Regions from separate parts of the Mus musculus genome. Here all the other regions are linked to region 1. Evidence: chromatin contacts called from public promoter capture Hi-C data. All regions are on one chromosome and are shown on one strand. The core of a region is the stretch at or near the end of the contact, and the rest is flanking DNA. Distances in the headings are between cores, read along the strand shown. Region 1 holds the start of Tmem230 (transmembrane protein 230). Region 2 holds the start of Pank2 (pantothenate kinase 2). Region 3 holds the start of Rnf24 (ring finger protein 24). Region 4 holds the start of Lrrn4 (leucine rich repeat neuronal 4). Region 5 holds the start of Crls1 (cardiolipin synthase 1).

Region 1 (5,868 bases), core at 1,814-4,313:
ACAACTGTAGTACTCAAAGCTACAGCAGGAAGATTCTCAGCTTAAAGTCAACCTGGCAGAAAATCTAGCTCAAAAAGAATGAGGAAGAAATTGGGAAGGCAAAGGAAGATGTTCTCCGAGTCCTCCTCATTCAAGTAGAACATACTAGGCCTCTTTAATTTCTAAGTATCCCTGAATCGAGGCTTTTTCTCAGGAATCCAATGTATATTTCATGGCTACACTTTTTTTTTTCTTTTTTAAGTTTTGCTAGCTAGCCTGAGCATCAGAATTACACACAGAAGTCTGAACTAAATAGGATTTTTAGGGTTTAGTATAGTGAAATTCAGAGTGCTTACTGCAAGTATTTAAGGTAAATATAAGGTGTTACTTGGCCTCTGCATGAATTTAAAGTAAATGAAAGTGTAAGAATTCGAACATAGATAAACACACAACCCAAGAACTAGTTCTTAACCTTAATCTGCTGAATTATTTCTACTTCCATATCAACTTCAGCTCCTCAGTTCTCAAATACTGACATGTAATTCATCAGTATTTGTCTGATGTGCAAGCATTTCCACAACAAAAGAAATTAAGGAATTTTTCAGTATCCACATGTTCAAGGATTGGGAATTGAATAAAATTGATAATCATACAATGAAGACTGGTTTACTGTCCCTTAGCTTGCATTCAGCTGTTGGTTCTTGTTTTTGGAAGTGGTTATGTGTTATCTTCCTCTCTTCATGCATTCTTTGCAAGAGAAGTATGTACAATCTGAATAGGAACAACTTTCTCCTTTGTTTTGATTGCTTGGGGTGTGGCTCTACAGGATGGGCAAGCTAGACTTTTTTCTTCTTTAGTCAAGGTTTTCATCAACCCTTCCAAAATGATAACTATTTGTTTTGCTTTGTGGTATAATACCGTGATCTAATAGTGTGAGTTTCTGATGTCTACAGTGAGCCTGTTTTCTCCTCTAGGTAACCATAGAGATGAATGAGCCTGTTCACCTAACGTTTGCTCTGAGGTACCTGAACTTTTTCACAAAAGCCACTCCACTGTCTCCTACAGTAACACTCAGTATGTCTGCAGATGTGCCCCTTGGTAAGATGATAAGTTTGAACATTGTTTTGTAATGTGGTATTTATAGTATTCGGTGGTTTAATTTTTCCTGTCTTTCAGTTGTAGAGTATAAAATTGCTGACATGGGACACTTAAAGTATTATTTGGCTCCCAAGATTGAAGATGAGGAAGCATCTTAGGCATTGCTAGAAATTGAGAAAACTAAACCTTTGAAGATTGCTCCTGAGATGCCAGCGTGTCCTGAGGTCTTTTCTGTCACCAAGTTTGTACCTGAGTATTCTTAAATATTAAAATAAAATATGTAGATATCTTCTGTAAATAACCTACTTTCTTTTCTCTCCATTCTCCATAATTTGCTTAAAGAATAAGCTCCAAAGTAAAAACTAGTTTTGTTAACATGAATGTTTCTGCTTTACAAATACTGGTGATTTTCATCAATGATCTTGACGCTAAATGCAGTTTTAAGAAATATTGTTCAATTTAAATAAAGTTAACAATTTGAAAAGTCATAGAGCAGTGCCGCCTTTGTACCATGGCTACTGAATAGTTATACCCTGTTAGGTAAATGGGCTTTTGTTCTCTCTTCCATCGTGGAGATAGCAATAAAAAAATGTTTCTCTTGAGTTTATGTAATTACGTTGTGCAAAGTTTTCTGGTAGCCTTGTTTGGGATGTAGCTCTTTTAAAATACAACTTTAATGGCAGTGCAGGGGGTGGGGTGGATAAATCTCTCCCTAGGCCAACCAGGACTACATACAGTCCATCTTGAGTGAAGCAAAGGCCCAAACTTCGTGGCTACTTGATCCAAGAAGGGTTAAAAAGGCCCTGTGGTTTTGATCATGATATGCTACATAAAACTAAAGAATATTTGAGTATATTTATTGTGTATGTGTGAGGCTCATGTGGGGGTCAGGACAATTTTATAGGAATTGGTATACCCCAGCACCCTGGCTTCCAGGGGTTGAATGAAGTTCTTCAAGCTTGGTGACAAATTATCCTACCTCCCCTCTCAGTTTTTATGTGTGTGTGTCTTTTGCAGGTATGAGTGAGCATGCGTGTGTTAACCTGGTTTGGTGTGGGGAACCATTTTCAGTTCTTGCTATATTTCAGCAGGATCTCAAACCATGGCTAGTATAGAGCCTGTTTGCTCTGTTCCGGGAGGCCACATTTGAAGGCCTTTAAATACTAAGCTCTATCTGTGGACCCCAAGATATTTTTCCTTTGTATTTCATGTTTGACAGTATGTAGACAATACAGCTTTGTTCTGGGAGGTTGTTGGTTAGAGCTCATGCCTAGTAGCTACAACTGTTCAATACTTTGAGCCAATTAAGTGCAGAAGGAAGTAGCCTGCAAATACTGCTCTCAGAGAACTCTGGAGTGGTGGGAATGCTTTATCAAGACGTCACTTTCATGAGGATGAATGTTAGAACTCAGCTGTGTCTGGTAGGTAGGACACTTACCTGGGTAGTGTTTAATAATCAGGTAGTAATAACAAGATTTTGGGGCTGTGAGAACGCTAATTAGTGAGTGGTGACCAGTGTCAGCATAGGGGTGTTTAGGACAGGGCAAGATTCCTGGTGGGTATCCCTTGTCCACCCCTCTGGATACCCAGGACTCTGCTGTGCACCGATGTGGCCATGGGGTCAGGACTGGAACCTCAACAGTTTTGCTGTGAACTCGATCCTGGTGGGTGAGACCCTAAGTACGCGCCCGCCCACCCTATGGAGGTAGCAGGTCCTGGTCACCAGGGCAAAAGCAAGCCGCTACCCGGTTGAGCATGGTGGCATTCGCCATTTGTCCCAGGCAAACCTTATGTTCGAGGCCAGCCTAATCAGCATCCTGAGTTCCAGGACAGCCTGCGCTACGTAAAGAAACGCTACCAAACATAAAACAAGACAGCAATGAAGCCCTCCAGCCATGTGCCCTGGAAGCAAGATTCGATGACACGATTTCCTGGTGACAGCACTTCCGGTGCGCCTCTATCCGCCACGTCACTTCCGCTGGGCTGTCCTTAAGACCGCCCCTTCCGCTTGGCTGTTGAGCGAGCCTTGCGAGCGCGCCTAACGGAGAACGGGGAGCGCAGCGCGGGTAGGGGGCGGGCGCGCGCTCCCGGAAGCCAGCCGCGAGACCTGGCCCTGCCACCGAGGCTGCTTCCCGGAGACAGTTAGTTCACGTTGGCGGCGGCGGAGGGCGACGAGAGGTTGTCCACAGCGCCACGCTTAGGTCCTTGTGGGCCCGGGAGGGTGGGCAGAAATCGTGGTGGGGCCGGTAAAAAGTGTAGCAGAAACTTGGGCTGATAGTTTTTTAAGTTGTCATTTACTATGTGATAACGCCACTCTAGAATCCCTTGCTAAGAAAAACAAATCTTCCCATTTCGTTGTCGTGCTGCAACGTTTTTGTTTTGGTGCGAGTTTATAAGTGGAAAGTACATAACTTTATAACTTGTAATACAAATCAGGCATGGTTTAATGCTTCGAAAATCCTGCTTATTGGTAGCTTCAACTTTTAGATATGAGGAATTAAACATGTTATGGGATGGCAACATCAAAAACCTAGTACCTAAGGTTTAGAAATGTAAATGGATTCCCGTTGCTCCTTTTTAGTACTTCTGAACTAGGATGTAATTAACCAAAACGCAGAAACACTTGACACCAGTTTTTTGCATGCTAGTTACTTAAGGTCGACTGTAATACCAGTGTCTGGCAGCTCATTAAGATCGAAAAAATATCACATGCCATTGTGGAGATTATGTGCAAAACATCACACCAGTGAAGGCCACTTAGTTTTCTTCTTAAAGATGGACTTTTTGCGTTTAGAATTCAAATGCCATTGCAAATAAAATAGTCTGTTTTGTTTACATAATTGTATGACTTTATAAAGAATCCACACATTTCATTTATGGTAGGGGAGAGTGTCTGGTCTTCCTATGTTGCCCAGACTGGCCTCCAACTTCGTATATCCACACCTTTCTTCCCAAGTAGTTGGGATTAGAGTAACCTACTGAAGTACTGAGCTTAAATTTCAAACTTTTAAGATTTAAACGTCATTGCTTTTAAATTTTACCTACTCTCAAATAATTCAGTAGTTATGATTTTTATTATGTCTGTCTGCTTTGAATAGTTTGAGTAAAACGGATTTTTAGATCCGTTTTTTCAGGAGCTACATGATGTGGAATGTAAACTCACTTGTTTCATGCTTGGGATGGGAGCAGAGAGGCAGGTGGCCGTGGATGTCTAGTGTGGTATGGATAGCCAGGGCGTTTCCCACATGGATAAGAATTTGTACATAGAACCGTACCACACCTAGAAGTAGACACGATGCTGATGTGTGTGTCATTCCTTATCCTCCTCCTCCTCCTTTCATGGCAGACAAAAAAGTTATGTGAATTTATGCTCCTGAGGAAAGTTAAGGGGTAGGCAGTACTGTAAGGGAGGGGTTGAAAATGTGAACATTGGACTTTAGAAAATTAGGCCAGAAACATCGGTAGCAGATTGAACAGAGCCTGATTCTTGGTGAAGTGCCTTTGGTGTCTTTCTGTGAAGTCAACCTAGATCCATAAAGGAAGCATGCTTAGTGTGTACAAGAAGTGTCGGGTCACCGTAAGCAGTGAAACGCCTAAGCTACCATGGGTAGCATGTGGCACAGCAGCTCGGAACAGTATCTGACATCCTTTCCTGGGCTGTACTGGGACTGCTGCAGACAACAAGTCTTTCCCTTTCAGACTAGCTGTGTTACTCTGTTATGATGCCGTCTCGTACCAACCTGGCAACTGGACTCCCCAGCAGTAAAGTCAAATATTCAAGGCTTGCCAGCACAGACGATGGCTACATTGACCTTCAGGTAACATAATCAATCAATTAAAAAAATTGGCTACTATCTGGACCAGCAAGAAACAAGCTGATTTCCAAGCTCTTTTGAGCCCCAGCTTGGAGAGGGGATCTTAGCAGGGCAGTTTCAGATATCTGCAGAGTTTTCCATTTCCAGTTTCAGTTGAAGTGCTAAAGCTACATAGTTATAGATTTTATTTGACTCATCCAGAAAATTCTTTGCTGACATCATGAGATGCAGATACAGATATTCTTTATGGCAAACAAGAATCTAAGCAAGTAAGTTTGTGTCCTCTCCTGACCAGTATTGAGTAGGATTAGCATCTCCTGTCCCTGAGGATAAAACAGCCTAGGTGACGCCTGAGCTAAGGAAGGAGTCCGTTCTTTTAAATATAAACAGATCAATAGTTCTTTGCATTTATGTGAAGAGGGGAGAGTAGCTCTGGGGAGCTTCCAAACCTGTAATGTCAGAGCTGGTAACAAGCTGAGCCTTAGAAGGTTTGCCTCTTACTTCTTTTTAAAATGTTCTTATGTTATTTGTACTAATAGTGGGTTTCATTGTAACATTTTCATAACATGCTTACACTGTATTTCAGCCTTAATCTGTCTCTGAAGCTTAACCTTGAGCTGAATCTACTTATGATGCGGGGCTTTGGGAAAGCTGAAGTGGAAGCTTTAGAGGTGGCTACGCAGTTAAGAGCACATACTGTTCTGCTGTTTTATTTATTTTATTAATTATTTATCATATAAAAATATATAATTATAGACGCTGCATATATAATAAATAGTATTCACAAATACTGTAATGAAATGAATATATTTATGTATTATGCCTATGAGTGTTTTGCTTTCATGTGTACCACGTGTATGCCTGGTGCCCAAGGAGGCCCAAAGAGCACATCAGATCTCCAGGAACCAGAGATTCAGATGTTTATGAGCACCGTGGGTGCTGAGATCGAAACCTGGGTCCTCTGCAAGAGCAAGAA
Region 2 (5,868 bases), core at 1,034-3,533, 990 kb after region 1:
AACAAAAAACAAACAAACAGAAACCAGTAGATAGAAGGAAAAGCACAAAGGCTAAAAAAATTCCTCAATTGCAGAGTAGCTACTTGTCAGTGGGCACCATTCTTTTGGTCAGTGAAACAGACTATCACCACATACCTACCACAGGAGTTCACCAGGCTGAATTGTGCCAGACTAACAACTAATCAAAAACAACACTGCAAATTTGGTGACATAATCATCTACATATGGCTAATTGTCACATTAACCCTCTAACATTGATGCTCAGGTTAATGTAATACAAACCCACAAAGGAACTTCAGGTTTTTCTGTTGCTTAGAAATCAGGTGCTTGATGCACAGCCTATAACTTCAGCACTTGGGAGCTAGAGGAGAAGATATCCTGGAACATGAGATTGTCTTAAAACAAAAACAAAACTCAGGTGCTTGGACTGGAGATACTATATACAGCTCAGAGACAGAACATTTACCACATGTACAAAGCCCTGTGTTCCAACCTACAACTGAAAGAAAGGAGAAAGGGGAAGAGGAGCCTGGCACTGGCACAGTATATACCCAGCACTGAAGGGTCTGCCCTGAGGACGAGGCCAACTTGGGTAATTCATCAGACTGCTCTCAGCCGGGCGTGGTGGCACATGCCTTTAATCCCAGCACTCGGGAGGCAGAGGCAGGCGGATTTCTGAGTTCGAGGCCAGCCTGGTCTACAGAGTGAAGTTCCAGGACAGCCAAGGCTACACAGAGAAACCCTGTCTTGAAAAAAACCAAAAAAAAAAAAAAAACAAACAAACAAAAAACAAAAAAAAAACAAAACAAAACAAAACCTGCCCTCAAGTCTGACAACCTGAGCTCCATCCCCAGGACTGGGCAAAGTTGTCCTCTGACCTACACCAATACAGACACACACGATAAATAAGTGTAATAAGGAAGTTATTTATCAAGCAAACGATTCTACAACAGGAACTCTTTGAAAATCCGTTTTCCTTTTTTCTTTTAGGACAGGGTCTTAAATTTCATATTCCTCTGCCTCCACCTCCCAAGTGGCTGGTATTATAAAATCTCTTACAAGTCGAGAAAAGAAAAAAAAAATATATACATATAGTGATATAAAGTACTAAACATACATACATACATACATCCTCCAAACCTTCCATGGCAAAACAGAGCTACATCCAATCGCTCAAATCATCGATAAAAGCAACTGGGGTGGGGGTGAGCAGGTAGGGCTGGGCGCGGACTATCCAACAGACCTCACACATCAAGCCACTTCCCGTAATTCTCATAGCCTGCCTGCACTCAGCATTTACCTTCCTCATACCGTAATCTGATATCCAGGTCTTAACCACATGTAAAACACAGACAGCTATGCTGAAAAGTTCCTATTACAGTATTAGGACAATTGACACTTTCAGCAGTAGTCGTGGATGCTAGACAACAGCCCTAAAGGCTTTAAAGGGGAGAAAACACACAAGACAAGAAACACAAATTGGTAATAAAATGAGAACCCGATTCTCTGAAAAGAGTAACTCCCTAGGCTTAAGAGTAACTGAGGAACAGGTCGACTCCCTTCCAAAGAAAAGGCTTTACTGCCCAGAATGCTATGGCTGAAACCGGAATTCCCGTGAACTAACGGAAGGGAAACGGGGGAAAACCTCTGGATGCGAGATGACCTGAATTCTCTCGGGAAGAAAACCGAGCAAAGCTTAGAAGCGTATCGAGCCCAGAGTCGAGTTTTGGGCCTGCTGCGCCTCAGGGGCATTTTCTAGCAACCTCCAAATTAATCACCATAGAAAAGGCTTCAGTTGTGAGCGCGATGGATGATTCAAAGGGACTTGGGAGAGGAGGAGCCTTCTCAAGAAAAAAAGAGGGAGTCTCAGGAAAAGAACACCCCAGGGGACAGGGAGGAAGTGGCGGGGAGCCCTCGCGCGGGCACCGCCGGCGCGCAAACAACGACGGCCGTGCCGGGGCACTTACGCGGCCGCCTCTTCCGGAGGCCTTCGGCGCGCGGGCGGCCGGCCGAGGTGGAGCCGCCTAGAGAGCCGGGCCGCTCCCGTCTCACACTCTCCGCCTCCCCGGACCCCGACGGCGCCGCGCTACTCGCCCGGCGCCTCAGCGGGTCCCGCCTCCGCGCTTCCGAGTCCGCAGACTCGCCGACCGCGGCTGAGGTGGCGGCAGCCCTGCCCTGGCGCTCCATAGGCGCGCCAAACCGGCCCGCTCCCATCCGCAACAGCCGCCGCTGCCGCCCGAGCCAGCCCCCCAGCGCCGCCTTGCCGCCTCCGCGCAGCCCGCTGGAGCGCAGGCGCACGCCGGCTGCCGCCTTTTCCGTTGCGCCAACGTGCAGCTAGCCAATCCGAGCTGGCTAGGGGCGGGTTCCAGAGGTCTTGTCCAATAGGCTCCCAGACTCCAGCCGAAGAGACCGCGCCACCATCCAACGACAGGCACTCTGGACGGATGAAGGCGGGGTCAGCGCAGGCTGGGAGCGATCGTGGAGGGGCCCAAAGGATTTGAGTGAGGGGCGCCCTCTCTTGTGCATCCGCGAGAGCGGTGGCCAAGCTGCTCCCCTATTCCCTAGAACTCCAGGGAGTCTACTATCTCTTCTCTGTTCACGAATCACTCCTTCCTCCCGCCCAATAGAGCCCCCGAAGCTACTGAGAAGTGTTAACAGAAGGAAGGACTCTGAGCTGCGACTAACCTTAGCCTTTGTCCCCGGGTCTGGTTCTATAGCTGCAGTAGGAGCCACACTACAGTCCACAAAGTACAAGCACCGTCTCTTCCTTTGTGCTATGACTTCATTCCCAGTACCAGAAGGAATGAAAAGACTGAGGTTTGTCTCCATGACAACTGGCGGGAGGAGGTGGATTCTAAATCCTTCACCTACTCCCCTTCCTGAAGAAGGCAGTATGAAGGCTTGGAAGTTAGGTTGGTTGGGGTTGTTGTTGTTGTTGGGGTTTTTGTTTGTTTGTTTTTCTTTAATGTGTTTGAGCATTTTTCATGCATGTATGTCTGTGACCCTGGTGTGTGCCTGATGGTCGCTGAGGGCAGAAGAAATCGAGGGATTTCCCCATATGGATCCCAGGAATCTAACCCAGACCTCTGCAAGAACAGCAAATGCTCTTAATCACTGAACCATAGCTCCAGACCCCTGGGTTTTTACAGAAGATGGATTTTTTTTTTAAATCGTTTGCCCTTCCCAAGTGCCCTAACCCTTGATATCCCACCCAGATATACCCCTGAAGCATTCCCTCAGTCCCTCAATTTTAAGTGACTGAGGCTTTCTCACAATTTCCTAAGTACCTTTCTTGGGAGGAGATAATGTCCCTTGAATAACAGCCCTCTTACCTTCTAACTTACTCCCTCACTAATAGTTCCGGCCTGAGCTTCTCTTGTGAATGCTGAAAAACACTCCCATACTTGCTCCAAACTAGTACCCCACAGTGTAGAATTAACTCTGGAAACCTTATTTCCTAACTTGAAATTCCAGCTTCCGCAGGAACACACACACACACACACACACACACACACACACACACACTGGATCTAACAAAAATCAGGAATGCCCATAACAGAGTAGGACTGCTCTTCAGAAGACCAGGAATCAATTCCCAGCTTCCACATGGCTCACAACCCTCTGTAACTTCTGGCCATTCCACTCTCTCTTCTGGTCCCCCTAGAGTACCAGGCAGCCACATGCTGAAGTAAGAATGCATGCTGCCAGCCTCTCATGCTGTCTCTGTCCCGTGTGTAGCCATTATACCGACCCAAATCACTGGGCTAGAGCCTGAGGAAAGCTCCTTTTAGGCTTTAAGCTAAAATCTTCAGACATCATTGGAATTCTGAATTATGTGTAAACAATAAAGACAAGATAGATGAGACAAAGTGAGAGCCATCAAAGCCCTACTGCTGAACTTAGCATCCCCCCCCCGCCCCCCACCTCCTAGGGCTGGGCATCCAGCCGGAGTGCATTGGATCTACAAGCCTGAAGTGCTTGCTATCAGAGGAAACTGTGTTCTTGCTCCTGGTGTTATCTGCAGACTGGTTAGCTGACTTTTGCCACCATGCCTGGCAACTGAACACACCTCCCTTCTTGTTGATAAGAACGAGGCCCTCTTAGCTAATCCATCTACATTTGTGGCTGCTGCCCCTGTAATGACAGCCACCACTCCCTGCTCCCGCTCCCACTCCCGCTCCTGTTCCTGCTCCTGCAGCCTCAGCCAAAATCGAAGCCAAGGAAGAATCAAGCCAAGGAAGAATCGGAGGAGTGAATGAATATGGGATTTCAACTAATTACAGAACCTTAACCAATCCAACCAGCTTTATTTGTAAAGTATGGAGATCAAGGCTTAAAGACATTTAGATGATGAGGCGACTTACCTAAAAGCAGATAAATTAAAAAATGACAGAGAACAGGGAGAGGAGGATATAGCTCCAGTAGAGAGTCCTTCAAATAGGGGAAGTCTTAGATTCAGACTCCATCATGGCAAAAAGAGAATAGGCAGGGAAGTTATACTATTCTCTGCCTGCATAATCAAAAGAAGGCAGAGACTGGAGCCAAGCATGGTGGTCCATGCCTGTACCTGCAGCACTCAGAAGGTTCCCAGGTTAAAAGCTACCTTGGGCTATGTAGGAAGACCCTATCCCGAGAAGAAAAGGGACAGCACAGATTGAATTATCAATAGATTTCTGAAAACCCACCCCCAGCTTTTTCAAACCATGCCCAGATTTGTTTCTTAAATATAATTCTCACCCTTCACACCCTTCATATTGTGAACTTGCTGACACTCTATGGTATCAAATTTAATCACAAGTGGGACATTTATAATCAAATCAGAAATGCAAAGTGTTAGCACATACCTCCAATCAACTCCAGAACTATGCAGACAGAGAGACAGGCCGATCTCTGTGAGTTTGAGGCCAGCCTGGGCCATATAGTGAGAACCTGTTTCAAAAAAAAAAAAAAAAAAAAAGCAAAAGAGATAACGATAACATAAGATTCTGTATTAAGTTCAGAGGCTGGGGTCTAGCTTAGCGGTACTTGCCTAATATTCCCGAGGCCCCGAGTTCAATCTTTAGCACTGCAATTACAAAGCTGAACTAAAGGGCTGGGCTTAGTGGTACATACCTGGAATCCTAGCACTTGGGAGGTGAGGGAGGAGGATCAGGAGACCAAGTCAGGCTGTCTTCCTATGTAGTCTGAGGCCAGCCTGGGCTACATACGTCCCAGTTTCTAAACCTTTTTTTTTCCCCCCAATATTAATGTCAAATGTAAGAAGCAAAGGTGATGCTACTTTGGGGAAAGGGGAGGAAGGGAAAGAGATCTAGGAGACAGGGAGCTTTCTTCTGGGGCCCCGGCCTGGGTCTGGGCCCGAGTGGAGATCAGAAGATAATCATCCTTCCGAGTTACTTCTTTCCATCTCTTATGTCCCAGGAATTAAACTCAGGTTGTCAGGTTTTCAAGTACTTTGCCCAGTGGGCTGTCTCAGAGCCCCAGAAACTAGTAGTGTTTCTTGATTTGAGTGATTACATGTGTTCTCTATGTAATATTTCATCAAGGTGTTAATTTGTGATTTGAGCAAGTCTGTGTTAACATTTGAAAAAGAAATTGAATATTAGCATTGTAGTAATAAACTTGTGCTTAAAGATAGCTATTTACTTTTAAAAAGTGAGATAAGAAACATGACATGAAAATGGAAAGTGAGAAGTTTCCCTTCTCTGGGGTAAAGAGGGTTTTCAGAGAGCATCACTGTGGGTTTTACCACTTTGGGGCTCCCTCTGTTTTCTGGTGGACGAGTCAGAGCAAGCAGCACAGGGAACCTCGTAAGCACGTCAGAGCTGACCAAATTCTAAGAGGAACAACTTGCTAAGCTCCAGTCGCTTC
Region 3 (5,868 bases), core at 1,091-3,590, 890 kb after region 1:
CGACATTCCTTCCCACCACTGGCTCTGCATTCTTCTGGCCCCTCCTACATGATATTCCCTGAGCCTTGGGGTCATAATAGATGTCCTGTTTAGGACTAAGCATCCAATAGTCACTTATTCTTAGTTCTCTGACCACTTATGGATCTCTGCACTAACTGCTGCCACTGCAAACAGAAGGTTCTCTGTCCAATCTTGGGATCAGCACTAATCTATGGTTACACATATAAATATTTAGGATGCAGCTTAACAATATGAACATTTAGCAGAACAACAGTACTTAGATGCCCCTAGGGTCTGTGACCTCCCCAGCCACTTGCTTTTGACCAAGTTTACAGTATCAAGTATGAATTCCTCCCTGTGAGGCAGGCCTCAAGTCCAATCAGAAAGTATTCAGCTAAACCACAATGGTCATTGCTATTGCACCAGTGGGCAGGTCTCGACTGACAGATCAGTGTAGTAGCTCTAATCCTGTTCCCAGCAAGACCATTGTTTCAGTTTGCTCCCCTAGTGCTGTGATAAAACACCATGACCAGAACAACTTGGGCAGGAAAGGGTTTATTTGGCTTACATTTACAGGTAATAAATAGGCCATCATTGAGGGGAGTCAGAAAAGAACTCAAAGGAGGGATTAGAAAGAAAGAGTTGGTGCAGAGGCCATGGAAGGGTGCTGCTTACTGGCTTGCGCCCTATGGCTTGCTCATAGCAACCAGGACCACCTGGCCAGGTGTGATACCACCCACAGTGGTTCATGCCCTCTCATGTCAACCAGTAATCTAGAAAATGTTCTGCAGACTCACCTACAAGCAATCTAATGGAAGCATCTTCTCGATTGAGGCTTCTCTTCCCAGATAGCACTAGCTGTGTGGATATGACATAAAGCTCTAGCCAGTACAACCACTGACATATTTTCCAAAGGAGATTCCTGGTGTGTATAGGTTTACAGTCGGTGGCAGGTGATATGCTTACAAGGGGTGGGTCCTCCCACATCAATCATTAATCAAGCATATGCCCCACAGAGGTGCCTTCAGTCCAGCCTGAAGGAGGTAATTCTTCAACTGGGGTAACCTCTCCCCGGACAACTCTAGTTTGTGCGACACTTCTCTTGAATGCAGTAAAAGAAAGCCTGAGATAGTAATCCAAGCCCTTGAGTATCTTCACTCACGTGGCCTGCAGCTCCGTTGTAGTGTGTCCTGAATATTTCTTTCTTTCTTTTTTTTTTTATTTTGCTTTGCTGCTCCCCCCCCCCCCCTTGCTTTGCTTCAACTAAATTTTCTTGCTACTTTTACACATCGGTGAGAGCTTTTATTTCAATTCCTTGAACAAGAGACCAAGAATATGAAAGCTTTGTACCCTAATGTCGGTACTGATCTGCCTTAGCCTATGTGCCAAGGTGACAGAATTAGGTAGGACTTTTAAGCTGGCAACAACACAGCAGGGATCCTGAGAGCAGAGGTAGAAGGGGGGCGGGGGAAGGAGGGGGAGAGGAGGGAAGAGGAGGGCAGGGGAGAGGTGGGGAGGAGAGAAGGGAAATAGCTCACAGGTGTTGGCCTGATTTGGAGAGAGAGGAAGTTGGGTCGAGGGTCTGTGATTAAACATTCTGAGTCCTTCTTACTTCCCCTTTCCTAGGAAATGTATGGTTTACTAAAGCTGGAGGAATGGGCTGGTGGGCATTTTCCATGATGAATTTAAAGTCACAAACTAGTTATGGTTTATAGAAGGATTGGGGGCGGGGGGGGGGGGGGAAATACCTCCCAGGGAAATGGGAAGTTAAGGGAGGGAGGCCTGAGGTGCGGTACCCACACCCTCTGCTAATCCGTTTTAGCAGTGGTAGCTATGAGAACTCCTGCATGCTTTCGCTGACCTGCTAGAATTTAGGCAAGGGCTCAGTGCTCCCAAATCCTGAGTCAGTTTGTCTGTAGTGTAGAATAGGAGCTGGGGGTCGAGAGTAATGAGTAGATGTAATTAAATAAAGGACACACTGTTTCTTAAATATATTTCCTTCCACTGTCTGTACAGGCGCAGCAGGTGGAAGATCTAACTAGGGGTACCTCACCTTTGAGGACTCTTGGGCCGGATGCTACGAGAAGCGAAGCTTTACTTTTTTAACTCTTACGAACGTCCACATACACGGAAAACACTACACAGCGGAGAAGATATGAACCTTATAGCTGGGCATCACGAATCAATCCTCTAGAGCAGCCAGTAGCCCAGCGGAAGGGACGCCGCGCCTGCGCACTTGCCGACAATGAAGCCGCGCGCCCTCAGTGAGGAGGCGGGACTTGCCCGGGCATCCGGGTCCCACACCCCGCCCCCGCGGCATGAATGAGAGGCGCGGCGCCGCCCCTCCCCCGCCGGGCCCGCCCCTCGCCGGGGCCGCAGCTAAGCAGTCGCTACCGCCAGCTCAGCGGCTCGGACTCACGGACGCGGCTCTAGCAGTTCACCGCAAGAAGCTGACTCCGGGCGCCGCCGCCCGCACGCCCGCTGCCCGTCGCCCGGGTGAGTGAGGGGAGGGCTGGGCCTGAGCGCCGCGCGGCTGAGGCTGAAGCGCAGGCTCCGCAGGTCCGGCTCTGGGATGCTGAGGGCAGCGCGCCGGCCTCGCACCCCCTCCGAGACCGGGGTCCGTGGGTTAGTCCCCACATACAGGCACAAAGGGCGGCGCGGGCTGTCACCCGGAGGTCACCTCGGGCTGGGCCCGGGCGGGGGAGGCGGGATGGGCGGAGGATGGAGGAGCCGCTGCCTCTGCGTCGGTGGTGGGGACCGACGCTGGTCTCGGGGGGTGCGGTGTGGCAGTGGTTTTCTGGTCCCGAGCCACTCCTTCTTTTGTGGTGCTTGTCTCGTGCCTGGTTGTCACACCGTGCAAGGCACACTGAGACCTCTCTGGTTGGCTTATTTATTAATGAAAGTCATATGGCGGCCTCATCATTTGTGGGTGGGGGGCGTGCGTGCACCCACAGGCCAGAGAATTAGTGACCCTGCTTTGTTTCCGGAGACCTTAGTGGTGTGTGTCCTGTGAAATGAGACCGTCTGAGATCGTCGTAAAGGGCAGAAGGAAAAGAGGTGTAAAGATAACTTCATCTTTACCCCTTCGTCTCTGGTGTTATTTCAGATAACAGGTCTTTTGGTGTTTCGTTGTTTCTCATTGTAAAACCAGTGGGTCTGTTCATTGAAAGTGTGAGTCTGCATTCTTATGTCTCTGTATATTTAGAACACTTTCTTTTACGATTAATGGTGATCTATTTACGTAGCGGCGGTACGCCGGCATCCTGAACATTGTTTTCTGGGCTTAGTTCATGATAATAGGTCTTTGTGCTTGTGTACCTATCTATAGGAATACTCCCAATATATCTAGGGCACTGCTTTCCCCACTCTTCCATACAGACAGATTATGTTTCTTGCCTTTCTGCTCTAATAAGAGGTGGTCTAGCAGGTTCTTTCCACCTTCTTGTCAGTCCGGTCGTCGCCCTCCCCGCCCCCGCCCCGCACCCCTTAATGCTTTGGCAAAGGATATTACCTAAATATTACCGTGGTATGCACCCTAGCTTTGATCTGAATTTTTGTGTGTTTGGTTGTGCAGCCTAGCTGAACAGATCATCTTACATGACTTATCAGAAAGCACCCCTTTTTTCCTCCATTGTTTGTCTTCATTCCCCCTCGCCCCTGCTCCTGGTTCCCCCCTTCTCCGTCCCCAAAGAGGCTAGGAAGCGCTGCTGGGTTCCATAGGCTTTAACTTGATAGGGTGTGTTCACTTAGACAGTTAAAAAGAGGTATTTAAGATAGGCAGGTGTGGCCGAAAATGCCTTCTCTGGACTTGGGAGGAAGAGGCAGTAGGATCTCTGTGGTTTCAAGGCCAGTCTGATTTACATAGTAATTTCCAGGCCATAACACAGAATGAGACCTTGTCTCAATAAACAACAAACTTTTCCTTGTTATCTTGTTTTAAGCAAGATTATTTGAATTTTAGAAGATAGTTATTACTCTAGTTGGATAATGATATTTTTGTTTCTTTTTTACCCTTCTAATTTTGTAGAGTGAAAAAGCACATTTTTGAAATATTTTTGTTATGATCTTTTGATTCAAAATAGTGGAGGTAAAAAAAATGCAGTTTATATATGAATAATTGAGTGGGTTCAGTTTTCTTTAAGATTCTCTTCAAGATTACTTATTTTTGAGTCACATATATTTTCATCCCTGGTAAAATTTCAGTACAAAATGACATGTAAACCTCCACAACATCTGTTTATGTATAGACTCTGCCTGAAACATTTGCTTTTAATTTGAAGGAAAGTTTCCACTGGTTGGATGACAATCCATTATTCTTAATGAAATTCTTGCTTTATGCATCTTTCTTTCGTGAACTGTGGGTCACAATCCAATATGGGATTGCATAACTGTGGGAGTCACAAACATTAGCAATCAAAAGTTTCTGAATGTTAAGTGATCAGAAATTAATTCAAGGGACCAAACACGAAGTACTTGCTTAGCATGCACAACACCCTGGATTTGATCCCTTGGACGGAATTAACTAGATTTGCTGGCCCATACCTGTAATCCATCTCCCTTTGGGAGATTGACTATATAGTGAATTTGAGGCCAGTCTGGGATACAAGAGATCCTGACGAGACCCTGCTAAAATAATAATAATTCGCAACCAAACACGTAATAGATCTTCGATGTGTTGGTATCACACAGGACTTCCCTGCAGCCTTGCTTTGGTAGGCCTGGTACCTCACATGCTGTTGTAGTACACTCTGCCAGGGAATGTGGCCTGAATAGCCTCAGGTCAGACTCTAGGCTATTGTCCCTTACAATCACCGTGGTTTTGTTTGTTTTGTTTGTTTGTTTGTTTCTGTTTTTTTTCTGAACATAGAAAGTTTTATGAACCTACAGAAACATTAAAAGCTGGGTGTATGGTGATCGCCTTTAACCTCAGCACTCAGGAGGGAGAAGCAAGGTGGACCTCTTTGAATTCCAGGGCAGCTAGGACTACATAATACAGATCAGTCTCAAGCAAACAAAAGACATAATGGTTTAATAAAAGAAAAACAGGCTTACTATTTTCCCACTGTCATTCCTCTCAGCATGTAAGTATAACATTACTGTACCTGGGACTGAAGAGGTTGCTCAGTGATGAGTACATCTGCTCTGGCAAGTAAGTTTACATACCCACACAGGCTGCTGGCTCACACCTTTAATCCCAGCAAAGACCAGCCTGGTCTACAGAGTGAGTTCCAGGACAGCCAAGGCTACACAGAGAAACCTTGTCTTCAAAAACTAATCAAAACCAAAACAAGAACAAAACTTTAAAGAAAGAGCAAAATACGGAATGTATTGTGTTTAAATATTTATCTTTTGGCTTTGTTTTTGTTTTTTTTGAGACCCATCTCACTGCATAGACCTCACAGTGATCTGTATGCTTGCCTCTACCAACCAAGTGGTGGGATTAAAGGCATCCACAGCCATACCTGGCTTGAAGTGGTAATTTGAAAAAAAAAAAAAAAATCAAATAGTCAGGAAGCAGCAGCAGGCTTCTATCACAGATAGATTTCTGTGAGTTCAAGGCCAGCCAGGGTTAAATACAACTCAAACAAAAAGCTGTTTGAGTTGCTAACTTGAATTTCATCCAAAAAGAAATATATTGGGCCTGGAGAGATAACTCAGTGGTTAAGAGCACTGACTGCTCTTCCAGAGGTCCTAAGTTCAATTCCCAGCAATCACATGACGGCTCACAACCACCTGTAATAGGATGCCCTCTTCTGGTGTATCTGAAGAGAGTGACTGTGTACTCATACATAAATAAATAAATCTTTAAAAAAAAAAGAAATATATTATTTGAATTTTGGCTTGGGGTTGGGTTTCCAACAACTTCAG
Region 4 (5,868 bases), core at 1,601-4,100, 630 kb before region 1:
GGGCCTCCTTGGAGTGACTCCCTCCATGTCAGAAGAAGCCAGCTATGTCTGGGAGCTGCAGCACTAAGAACCCTGGGACCAGCAGAATACAGAAGCAAAGTGTGAATGCTATATTCCTCAACAGTAGATAGATACATTCCCCCAGAGAGTCTACCGCATAACTAAGTCATTTTTTGTTTTGTTTTGTTTTGTTTTGTTTTGTTTTTTTGAGACAGGGTTTCTCTGTATAGCCCTGGCTGTCCTGGAACTCACTTTGTAGACCAGGCTGGCCTCGAACTCAGAAATCCGCCTGCCTCTGCCTCCCGAGGGCTGGGATCAAAGGCGTGCGCCACCATGCCCGGCTTAACTAAGTCTTTCTTTTCATAGCAGCACCAGCTCATTACTATCAGACTCTCTGAGCTTTCTCAGATCACCCCCCAAATAAACTCCCTGCACTTGAGCCCTTAGTTAAAGGTTTCCTGAGGAAAACATCAAGTAGAGAGGAGGCTGAGTAAGAGACTAGTTGCTCAAAGGAGAGACACTCCAGCAGGGTAAGAGTTCCTGCTCCACATCAGGGGAAGGATGTGATAGATATTTGAAAAACACATACTTCGTGGTCCCAGGACTTTGTCATAGGACTTTAGCATCCTCCTGTGGATTACTGTCTATAGGAGGGCAGGTGAAAGATAAGACTAGAGTCTGTGATTGGGCAATGAAAAAGGAAGGCAGGGCTAAGAGTTTGGGGGGTGGGGAGACAGGGGACAGACAGGAAGGACAGAGAAGGATAGAGGAAGAGGATAAACAGGTTCCAGGTGGCTTGAAAGAGCCACAGATAGTTAATAGAATAATATAGGACAATTTGTCCAATCTAGATGGACAGCTTATATCATTATCAACCGAGTTTTGAGTTCTTTGAGTGGGCGTTCTATGAGTTAAGAATTTAGTTATAAATCTGACTGATAAATTACAAACCTCTGGAATTTTTATTTTACTGGGTTACAGGGATTTGTGACAGCTAGCCACAGGAGGTGAGTGGCTGGGAAGATAGAGCAGTTCAGAGGCAGGGAAACAAGGAAGCCGGAAGCTTGTAGCTCCCATTGGGGGAGGGGAGACCGCGGTACTGGAGCATAGCTGGCATTAGCATGGATTGTTTGTTTGTTGGTTTTTAAATATTTTTTAAAAATTTATTTATTATATATGTAAGTACACTGTAGCTGTTTTCAGGCACACCAGAAGAGGGCATCCAATCTCATTATAGATGGTTGTGAGCCAACGTGTGGTTGCTGGGATTTGAACTCAGGACCTTTGGAAGAGCAGTCGGTGCTCTTAACTGCTGAGCCACCTCTCCACCCCCCCACCCCCACCCCCCGCCCCGGATTGATTTTTAATCATTACATGCAACATCCTCCTATGGTAAAACACGTATGTCACCTTTTCCTATGCTCCTGCAGTGCTACAAGAGAAAGGACTGCAACAGAGTTCTTCGGTGTCCCTGAAAAGCTCCCAAGTGCCATACAGTGGCACTTCCTCATCCTACTATGCCCAAGAAGTCAGCTCATAGACAAAAGGAGACTTTCTAAATATTTTAGTGTCTTAAGTGATATGGATTTATCTGAGTAGCTAAGAACGGTTATCTTACGAGGAAATACACTGGGTCCACTGAGAGCAACAGAACACCTTTTGGTTCAGAATACCCAGATGGCTCACCCATCATCTGCTCCAGAGCCCAGTCAACTCGGGACTTTGGTTTCCTTATCATGGGATTGTGGGCAGTACCTTGAGAAGATTCGATGAGAGAATGCTTATGAACCTGGGATCTAGCAGTGACCCTGACTAAGACAACGTCTTTTCCTCCTTGTGGTCTATCTAAACAGGGTACTTATATTTTAATGGGTTCTGGTCCTTCTTATCTGGTGTCTCCAACTGAAATCAGCTACCCATGCTGACTTCAGTGGAGGCAATGGCTTGACCAGGATGAACAGAGCATATTTAATATTGAGAGAAGTCTGAGGCTTTGATTCTTGGGTATGCAACTCTGTCCAAAGCATTGAGGATTTCATGGCTGGGCCACAGGAGCCAGTCTCCATCCCCTTCCCTTTTCCATCTTTTCCTGGTCTTCTACACCTCCCTCTCACCCATCCCTCCCTCCCTGATCAACCAGTGGTGTCGGGTTTCTACCACCAGGGCCAGGACCCAGACCTCCTGGCCGCTTCCCTACAGAGAGCACTGAGCAGACTCCCCTTAACCTGGCTCAGGCCGAGGAATGCTTCTAACCAGGTCTCAGCCAGCCTAGACCGAAACACTTATCTTTGAGACACTGCATAAAGAGGACATCAAATGAAACCACCAGGGACTAGTAATCTCATCAGACCAGTTTGAAAGGTTCCTGGGACTTCTCAGAGATGCCCAAAGATAAGCGCTGACAGGGGGAAAAACTGGAGGCTCTGGTCCCAGGGTCTATATACAAAGAACTGAGGACAATAGCCCAGCATGCTCCCAGTCGTCCTGGTGGGCCTGGGATGGCTGGAATCACCTAGAAGGGAGACTAAGATTCCTGTGAGGTGAGCGTGCTGCTTTACTGAGTACTGCTCTTCCTGCTGGCTTCTTTTCTCAAGCTTGGGAGAAGTTTAGCAAAGAAAGAGGACGGGGAGGAGTGGGGGTGGGGCTGGAGCTGGGAATGCCAGGTCTATGGAAAGAGAGGCCTGAGGCGAGAGGGAGGAAGGGGGATAGAAAACAACAGAATTCTTGGTGGGGAAGGAGGGGCTTCGGGGCAGGAGTGTCTCAAGCTCCTCCTGGATGGAGCTGGAGGAGGGGCAGCCGGGAACCTGGCTTCTTCCCTCTGACATTCAGAGCTGACCCGGGAGGTCACTGGTTCCTACAGTATTCCAAAGACTGAGGACCTAAAAGGGCGCGCCACATCCCACTGGGACAGCTGCCTGGTAAGTATGGCATACTACAGGATACATTAGCACCTGGCTCCAATTCCCAGCAACGTTCTCATCACTTTAACTCCCTACTAAGAGGGGAGCCTTGCCCTAGGAGCCTTAATGGTGGCTCACTGTTCATATCAGTGTTCAGCAGGGAGCCAGGGTGGGAATCTGCAGTAATGTGGGCTATCAGACAGTGACTTCCTGCCCTGCACAGCTAACAGGGCTGGGCAATCAATCCCTCCTGCAAAGGGCTGACACCCAGTGCTGGCTTCTGTTAGAACCTATCTGGGACCAGGATCCCAAATCTTGCGGGTGTCTAGGGCTCCTATCTTCTTCTGAAGGCAACCCTGAGCTTCTCTTAAGAAAGAGACACCAGAAGTGGCAGGACCCTTGTATTATGAAAAGTTAGCCAGATGATGGTTTCTAGGTACAACTAAATCTTCCTTGAGTCCATACTTTTAATCTCAGCAGAGGTTTAGTCTGGATGTGTTCACGGTTAGAACGAAGCTGCTTAACCTGGGGTGGGGGAAGTGGGGGGGGGGGTGTTACAGAGGAAGAGAAAACAACCTTCTCTCGAAAACTCAGAGAAGGAGCACACGGAAGCATGAGGGCGGGGGTCTTGGAAGAGTCAGGCCAGGCATGGAAAAGACAGGGAAGACTCCTGCTGGAAAAGCAAGGACAAGCAGGTGTGTGATGGATCTTGCACCAGAGATGAGGAAAACGCTCGTCTCCACCTGCTCACTGACAGAAACGAGGTGGGGGTGGGGACGAGGGTGAGGGTGGGGATGAGGGTGGGGGTTACTTCCTCCCCGGACACACACACACACTACAGGAACTTTGTGTGCCTTTCGTTCGGGGCTTCCTCTGAAACCATGGGCCCTCTGTAGTCTTTCCCTAGAGACTTGACATGCGGTGGACGCTGATGCTGCAGCTGCTGCAGCTCCTGCTACAACTGCTGATGGCGCAGAGCCAGAGCCTGGAAAGGATCTCCCAGGACCGGATCCCCCTCTTCCGACTCACTCAGCAGGGAGACTGGGACAGCCTCGACCGCCACCCTACCGACTCTCTCTGTGTAGGACTCCCCGCCGCGGGAGTCACCACTCTGAACTTGGCGAACCGCAGCCTGGAGAGCCTGCCTAGCTGCCTGCCGCGCACGCTGCGCAGCCTCGATGGCAGCCACAACCTGCTGCGCGCCCTTAGCGAGCCTGTGCTCGGCCGCCTGCCCGAGCTGCGCGTACTCACGCTGCACCACAACCGCATCTCCGTGCTACACTGGGGCCGTGACACGCTGGCCGAGCTGCGTGAGCTCGACCTCAGTCACAACCTGCTGACCGAGCTGCCGCCCTGCGCGGGGCCCTCGGGGAGCAGCCTGCGCTCGCTGGCGCTGGCCGGGAACCCACTGCGAGCGCTGCTGCCACGGACCTTTGCATGCTTCCCAGCGCTGCGGCTTCTCAACCTCTCCTGCAGCGAGCTGGGCCACATCGCCCAGGAGGCATTCGCGGGGGTGGACGGTGGGCCCCTGGCGGCACTGGAGCTCTTGGATCTGAGCGGCACGAGCCTAGAAAGAGGTGAGAACCGTGTGAGGGCTACACATGTGCCTTTGGGGAGGTTGGAGATTAGGGTTGCGCTCTTCTAGAGGTGGCCCCAGAAACCATCCGCGTGTGCCCAAAGTGCTCCACAATCACAGAACTGCTGATAATCTCCAGATTATATATGAGGAAACCAAGGCAGAGAATGGTGGCGTGACTTTACCAAAGTCTCAAAGGTCTAGCGTGCCTAATGTCCCCAGATCCAAGCCCAAACATTTCACAGGCAGATCTCAACATCTTAGCCACTGCCACTGCGTTCTGGCTAGATGAACGCTATGGAATGACGAGGCGAAGTTATCATTGTGGCCCTTGACAGACGAACTTAGCCTCAAGCATGCTGAGGAATTCATTGATTCCACTGTCCCACCACCCTCATTGTTTCTTTGGATGTTGGATCCTTTCAACGGAATGTAGGAGGGAGATGTCTTTGATTCAAGAGCACGATTTTATTGGTCTTTAAAGATACCTCATGTGTCTATAACCAGTGTTCATCACAGCCGTGAGAGGAAGAGTGGCAGGGGGCTAGAGAGAACGAGGAATTCAGAAAAGGGGATGTTTTCCATATATTGGGAAATTACAAAAATTGAGTTCCTGGCCCCGCCTCCAACCCTGTGCCCTCTTGTCCTTTCTTATGTTCCTCGAAAGCTCTCAGCTCTTGGGAGGCATTAGAACTAAGTCTGGCTACTTTGCAAGTGGAGTTTAACCAGAGGCTGTGACAACAGCAGGCTTGGAGATAATGTCCTGGGTACAGACTCACACCTGCTGTGAGTTGTCCATTGCTTCTTTGTAATCTTAACCAACCTGGGCTGTGAGAAGGATTAGGTAGAGCTGAGAAAGAGCCTTTCCAGCTGCCCTACCAGTGACCCCACCCCCAACCCCATCACTCACTTCTTTATTGCTGGTTCTGGTCCCCTGGGTCACTTATTTCCTTATTGCTGGTTCTGGTCCCCTGGGGTTTTGTTCCTTACTGTAATGGATAATTTCCTTTGACTTTAGTTGAGTCTGGGTGGATCAGAAACCTGCCAAAGCTCAAGTCCCTCTTCCTGAGAAAGATGCCCAGGCTGAAGACACTGGAGGGAGACATTTTCAAGATGACTCCCAACCTGCGGCAGCTGGATTGTGGAGACTCTCCAGCACTTACTTCTGTTCACACAGAGATCTTTCAAGACACACCCAATCTACAAGTCCTTCAGTTTCAGAAGTAAGTGAACCTAAGCCCAGCTTTTATTATTGGACTGATTTTGCCCATTAAACTATATTGAATTTTTATGACATACCAATCCTTACTGTTTCTGCCACTGCTCTTCCAAATCCTCTTGGGTTTCCGTTCTCCCTCATCTTTCTCATAGTATCTTAGGAAGGTCTCAGAC
Region 5 (5,868 bases), core at 2,018-4,517, 600 kb before region 1:
CCAACACGGGGGCCAGGCCAATTCTTGTCATTGACAACAAATTTGGGATTGTCCATGGATTTTCATACTGAAAGACAAAGACAGCACGATTTGAATAAAATGCTATAAATTCATACTTTTAAATATATACCTTATTAACTGACGGGTAAGAAGATAAACTTTAATTCTTGTAAGCACGTATATATAAATATATTCATAGAGAAATTTTAAATGTAAAAGATGAGCATGCCTTATTTACCATATAATCTAGCTTCTAATGACTTCATTAAAGCAAAAGATTTGAAAGATCTTCTAAGTAGCCAAACAGACTAGAATTTTGTCAGAAAACCAAAACAAAACAAAAAGCAAATTATCAAATCCAGGTACTCTCGTCAAAAGCTGCTAAATCCAAGACAGAGATAGATGGAAACGGAGAGTTCTATAAATCTGTCAAAAGCAGCAATGGAGATGTTCAGACTCCTTCTTCTCCCTCAAGTAAAAGCCTGAGGCAGTCTGGGATTTCTGGTTCCTTGAAACTTCCTATGGAGCAAAGCTGTTAGACACGGGCACTACCAGAAGGGCTCCCGGCAACGGCACTGAAAGACATTGCCAAAGAGAAAACTCATGAGCGCATGCCAACTTCTAAGCTAGCAAAGCTGCAACACCCTGTGCCACATGGTACACAAACAACAAGAAAATATCTTTCCCTGGAGCCTGAACTGTTTTCTCCATTAGTCAAGATTCCACCCCCTTGAATGCTATCTTCGAAGAAGCATTTTAGCATCCCTTTTAATCAGTAAGTCAGTAACCAACTTGCTAAACCTTAACCTTTTTAGGAAAAAAAAAAAAAGCAGGCTGGTGAGCTCACTGGGTATGGGTTCTTAGGGCCACGCTGACAACCTCAGTTCCCAGAACACACGTGGAGAGTGAAAAGACAATCCAGGGAAGCCGAGATCATGATGTGTATCAGTAGCAAGTATGTTTGCATGAACCAAAAGGGAAAAGTGGCAGCGCTCACTTCTCAAGATCATCTTTAAACAGCTCATGACCCACCTACCTCATAAGAAAAGGCATTGATACTAAGAACCCGACAGAAAGCGTGTCGGTGTAGAGGAATAATATGGTGGTTGTTGGAGGCAGGTGGAGAATACTGTCACTGAAAATTATAGAACTTCAAATTCTATAGGGACAATGGCCAAATCAGAAGCAATACAACCCTCTAAGCTGGAATCTTCTATTCAAGTAGGACTACGCTATATAGTTGTATGAAAACAAGCTCATTTCACCCAGGTTCAAAGATTAGAAATGTTCCTGAAATTTAGAAAAAGTATCAAGCTGCTGAGACAGCTCGAGATTTGCCCTGACCTTTGTATGTGTAATGAAAAGAGTAAGGCTATTGACCACACTGTGGAACAAAGTCAAATACTGACCCAATATTACAGCAACTCACAAAAGCTGGGAAGAGAGAAAGGTAGCTAGCTCAGGGCTGTGCTAGAAAGCAAAAGCCATCAGACTATGGCGGCACACGCCTTTAACTTGGGCACTCAAGAGGCAGAGGCAGAGGCAGGTGGATCTCAGAGGACAGCCTGGTCTACAGATTAAGTTCCAGGACAGCCAGAACTACACACAGAAACCCTATCTCAAAACTAAAACAAGCAAGCAAAAGCTGAGAATGAAGAGCTCCAAAGTTAGTCTAACACACTGAAAGAGCATGACTAAATAGAAAGCTGCACCCAGCCTCCTCACTTCCCTTGGTAAAGACACAACACAACTACAGCTGGCTACCAGGCCAGTAAGTGAGCCTGTGCCCCACAAAAAAATGTTCACCGGCTGGCATGGTGGTGGTGCAGGCCTTTGACCTCAGCACTCGGGAGGCTGCGGCAGGTGAATCTCATGAGTTCGAGGCCAGCGGATCAAGTTCCAGGACAGCCAGGGCTGTTACACAGAGAAGAGCTGTCTCGAAAAACAAAACCCTACAAAAAGCTCATTAATATCTAGTTATTACATTTGGACATTTGTGAAAGTCGACAAAGCTTAATCTCAAATTACCCAACCAGATAACCTGTGGCATACTCGGCCAACTGTGCTGGGAAGGGCTTCAGCCAGGTTGAGGGCAACTTCAAAGCATCCGGCGGCGTTCAATCTCCAAGAGTTTTAAAGCTAGGCCTGAAGCTGTGACCCCTGCCGGGGTGTGGCCACCTCAGCCCATGCTGTGTAACTGAGGAGAGCAGGGCAGTACAGTGGCCGCTGAAGACCTAACAATTGAAGATGTAATAATTGCATGGACTTGCTAACATGACATCAAAAGCTGGGCCACACTCATGCTCTGGTGTCACCTGCTTGGGAAGTTATCTTACCAGGCAAGGTGAACAAATCCTTCTGTTACGTCAAGAATAGTCTGAAGCTTTCTATAATACAAAGTTGAAAGATCTTTTCATTACAACCTAAGCCAGATAATTATCCTCCGTGATACTGCTAAAGACCAAAGGATGATGTAATCTGCACAAACGGACAGAAGGGCCGTTCTTATGGTTCCGCCGAACTTAACCCTGAAGATTCACTTCAAAAAATTAAAAACAGATTAACTAGACGAGCGATGGTTGTTTTTACCTATGCAACGTGTAGACACACCTCCCAGCAACGGGTGTGCACACAAGGGGATTACAGTGGGTTTCAACTTGGCCAGAGACTGTACCCGGCGGGGGACCCCTGAAGTTCACCAAGATCGAACGCCCTGGCTGCCCGTAACTTCCCAGAACACCGGGTGAGTGTCGCGACAGAGCGCCGAGCCCGTCACCTGCGTCCCGCCGACCCTCCCTCGCACGTACCGAGCTGGCGGCGCTCGCCGGGACCCATCGGGCGCTGGGGGCCTGCGCGGCGGCACCTCCTCCTCCGGCGGCGGGCTCCGGGGCTGCCTTCCCCGCGCCCGAGCAGTGGGTCCGCGGGCCGGCGCCGGGCAGCCGCAAGGCGAACGCGGCCGGCCGCAGCCGCCAGCGCTCAGCCAGGCAGCCGAGGCAGCAGGCCGCGGGCGGCAGCAGGGCCCTGCGGGAGCCGCCCCTGCCGAGCCGCGCCCCCGGAGGCCGGAGGGCCACGCGAAGAGGGCCCCACGCGCCGCGCGCCACGCGCCAAGCCAACATGGCCGTGTGGCCTCCACGGAGTCCAAGAGTCGAGAACTCAGACGCCCCTGGCACCGGCTGCCAGCTTCTCTAGAGAAGTCGAGCGGTGCCGAGGCCGTATGGACAGCTCCATACTAATTTCTACACTCTGGCACTTTCCGCTTATACAGGTGGCCTGAACCGCCAAGGGAGTCAGCTTTCACGACGTTTTCACGACACCCAGCCGCTCTGCTCACCGGCGCCCCCGCGCGGCAGCGGCGAGCACGAACAGCTAAGGCCCGCAGGTTAGGAAGACCTGACTAGTGAGTAGAGCCGCTAGTGCCTGCAGGCTAAGAAGAATGACAGGTAGGGAAGACCAAGAGCGAGTGCCACGTGGCCACAGGAAGCCACTTATATCAGGCCTGCCTGATGCCAAGTGGCCCGCTGGTGTGCATGGCTCTGTATTATCACTGGAGATGTAAAGCATTAGTGTTGGCATCAAAGTAGTTAAGTACCTACTCTGCTTCCTTAGCACTAAATGCATATGAATAGAGCAAAGGGAAATGTCAATAATAGCAATCACTAATTGTTTACTTGGGAAGTGCTTACTGTATGCGTTATAGTGTCATTATTTATCCTCTCAACAACTCTAACATGCCTTCTGTATTTGCCTTTACTTTTACAGGTACAGAAGCCCGTGGACAGGAGAAACCTGCTTATTCTAAGTCTGAATTAGAAACAAATCAGTTCACTGTTATAACCTTACCTAACCTACCATTTTGTTATAGATTTGAGCTTGAACCCAGGGCCTTGAATCCAGGTCGGGCAAGAACCAAACCAGTGAAAGGTCACCACGTGGTGATGTCTTGCAGTCTTTCCACTGTTCTTCAGCCCAGTCTGTGATGGCACACACTCACCTGGAAGTTGTTCGTAAAGCCCACATCACATTTGACGATTGTAGTCTTTTTTTTTTTTTTTTCCAAGACAGGGTTTCTTTGTGTAGCTCTGGCTGTCCTGGAACTCACTCTGTAGACCAGGCTGGCCTCGAACTCAGAAATCCGCCTGCCTCTGCCTCCCGAATGCTGGGATTAAAGGCGTGCACCACCACGCCCGGCTAAGGATTGTAGTCTTAAGGAGCTTTTTATCAAGATCATCTTTATTTTGTTTTGGTTTTTGCGAGAGGCCTAGACTTTTCTTTTTAATTAAAAAAGGAAGAAAGAAAAATGAAGAAAAGGAAAGAAGAGGAAAAGAGAAGAAAAATCTAAGCAGTGGTATGAAACAAAGAGAAAAAGAAGTAAAAAGATAAATCCAGGTGGCCGTGGTGCATGCCTTTAATCCCAGCACTTGGGAGGCAGAGGCTGATAGATATCTGTAAATTCCAGGTCAGCAAGGGCTACACAGAGAAAATCTGTCTCGAAAACAAAAACAAAGTCAGTTTCTGTTCATAATTAGAGTTACATCCCCTTGTATATAGTCTTAGCCTTAGTCATCCCCTTGTATACAGTGGTCTGATCGGCCCATTTTGGGATGGATGGGTCAACTGATGGAGCTGCTTGCAGCTAATCTAACCAGCTGACTTTGATCATATTTATATCAGCTACCACTTGGTTCCTTCAAGTCAGGGTTTAATATTTCTATGGTATTCTATGGCATATTATCCCTCATTTCATTTTCATTTTGCATTTACTATCAGTTAAATATTCGTTGTAAAATACTAGGATTTGCTTTATTTTGGTTACTCAGCGCACACTGCTTTTTGTATGTGTGTAGGTGTGGGGGCAGAGGCTGATGCTGAATGGCTTCATCAGTTCAGGCTGGCCAGGGAGCTTCAGGAAACTGCCTCTCCTCCCTCCACCCAGCGTTAGGGTTACAAATGAAGCATCCTTGGCTTTTTACATGAGGATCTTACTCAGACTTAACCAACTGAGCCATCTCCCCAACTCAGTTTTTGGGTATTTTGGTTTTTTTAGTTATTCATCTCCTGGTTTCCTGGAAGTTAAGTAACTAATTTCTTTTTTTTTTTTTTTTTTTTTTTTTTGGTTTTGGTTTTTGGTTTTTGGTTTTCCAAGACAAGGTTTCTCTGTGTAGCCCTGGCTGTCCTGGAACTCACTCTGTAGACCAGGCTGGCCTCGAACTCAGAAATCCACCTGCCTCTGCCTCCCAAGTGCGCCACCACTGCCCATAAGTAACTAATTTCTAATCAGTGTCTGTTAAATGCTAACGTGCTTATTGGCTATATATACAAAGAATGCTTTGGCTAGAGGTCCAGTTCCATTTGAAGACTCACAAAAACATGATGAATTCTGATTTCATTGGTCCTGCCTCCTTGAAGCAGACCACAGGAAACCCCTCAGCATGGGGGTTTCAGGTCCATGTCTCTGTATGTGCTTTCTCTTCTGAGGCCTGATGAACAGTGCTTCTTGCTGCTGCTCTGATGCAGCAGGCAAGCCATCCCTTTACCTTCTGCAGACACTCTTCCAAGTACAGGGATGGCATCCATGAGGCACAGAGGCAGAACACCTTAAGCACCATGGCAAGAGGCTAGTTTTATTTTACAAACTACTGGAAGCTTTTTTTTTTTCAGTTTTTTTTTTTTTTTAAATCATCAGCAGTCATGCAATTCTATAAATAATACTCCTCAGAAAAGACTTCTTCTTCTTCTTTTTTTTTTTAAGATTTATTTATGTGAGTGCACTGTTACTCTCTTCAGAGACACGAGAAGAGGGCATTGGATCCCATTACAGATGGTTGTGAGTCACCATGTGGTTGCTGGGACTTGAACTCAGGACCTATG

The links. Promoter capture Hi-C pulls out the DNA fragments that hold promoters and counts their contacts.
Region 2: a promoter capture Hi-C map of embryonic stem cells shows a contact between it and region 1, with 3 times the contacts expected there. The contact joins the promoter of Pank2 here to the promoter of Tmem230 in region 1. A contact is called at or near these places in 6 of 39 promoter capture datasets (the C10 cell line, cranial neural crest, embryonic stem cells and 3 more) and 1 of 484 Hi-C or Micro-C datasets (B cells).
Region 3: a promoter capture Hi-C map of pre-B cells shows a contact between it and region 1, with 7 times the contacts expected there. The contact joins the promoter of Rnf24 here to the promoter of Tmem230 in region 1. A contact is called at or near these places in 5 of 39 promoter capture datasets (the SN4741 cell line, cranial neural crest, liver and 2 more) and 1 of 115 datasets of contacts at active chromatin or transcription factors (extraembryonic endoderm stem cells).
Region 4: a promoter capture Hi-C map of pre-B cells shows a contact between it and region 1, with 2.5 times the contacts expected there. The contact joins the promoter of Lrrn4 here to the promoter of Tmem230 in region 1. A contact is called at or near these places in 5 of 39 promoter capture datasets (the HPC-7 cell line, liver, neutrophils and 2 more).
Region 5: a contact with region 1 is called in a promoter capture Hi-C map of pre-B cells, with 3 times the contacts expected there. The contact joins the promoter of Crls1 here to the promoter of Tmem230 in region 1. A contact is called at or near these places in 20 of 39 promoter capture datasets (the 3T3-L1 cell line, 3T3-L1-derived adipocytes, the C10 cell line and 13 more), 2 of 484 Hi-C or Micro-C datasets (CD4 T cells and pre-B cells), 3 of 115 datasets of contacts at active chromatin or transcription factors (the SCID.adh cell line, memory CD8 T cells and regulatory T cells) and 1 of 9 other capture datasets (liver).

The regions. Positions count from the first base shown.
Region 1 is chr2:132,244,983-132,250,850 of GRCm38.p6, reverse strand. It overlaps Tmem230 (transmembrane protein 230), which reads left to right and starts at 3,063. Exons shown (of 4, transcript NM_027478.3): 1 at 3,063-3,278; 2 at 4,777-4,895. The coding sequence starts at 4,797. Pcna (proliferating cell nuclear antigen) reads left to right here. Exons shown (of 6, transcript NM_011045.2): 5 at 954-1,077; 6 at 1,156-1,565. The coding sequence ends at 1,235.
Region 2 is chr2:131,258,915-131,264,782 of GRCm38.p6, reverse strand. It overlaps Pank2 (pantothenate kinase 2), which reads right to left and starts at 2,283. Exons shown (of 7, transcript NM_153501.2): 1 at 1,968-2,283. The coding sequence starts at 2,214.
Region 3 is chr2:131,349,364-131,355,231 of GRCm38.p6, reverse strand. Rnf24 (ring finger protein 24) reads left to right here and starts at 2,340. Exons shown (of 6, transcript NM_178607.4): 1 at 2,340-2,496. Gm30590 (a long non-coding RNA gene) reads right to left here and starts at 2,400. Exons shown (of 2, transcript XR_374984.2): 1 at 2,054-2,400.
Region 4 is chr2:132,877,844-132,883,711 of GRCm38.p6, reverse strand. Lrrn4 (leucine rich repeat neuronal 4) reads left to right here and starts at 2,850. Exons shown (of 5, transcript NM_177303.4): 1 at 2,850-2,918; 2 at 3,797-4,477; 3 at 5,495-5,699. The coding sequence starts at 3,817.
Region 5 is chr2:132,844,065-132,849,932 of GRCm38.p6, reverse strand. It overlaps Crls1 (cardiolipin synthase 1), which reads right to left and starts at 3,267. Exons shown (of 7, transcript NM_001024385.1): 1 at 2,808-3,267; 2 at 1-67. The coding sequence starts at 3,116. Mcm8 (minichromosome maintenance 8 homologous recombination repair factor) reads right to left here. Exons shown (of 19, transcript NM_001291054.1): 19 at 5,736-5,868.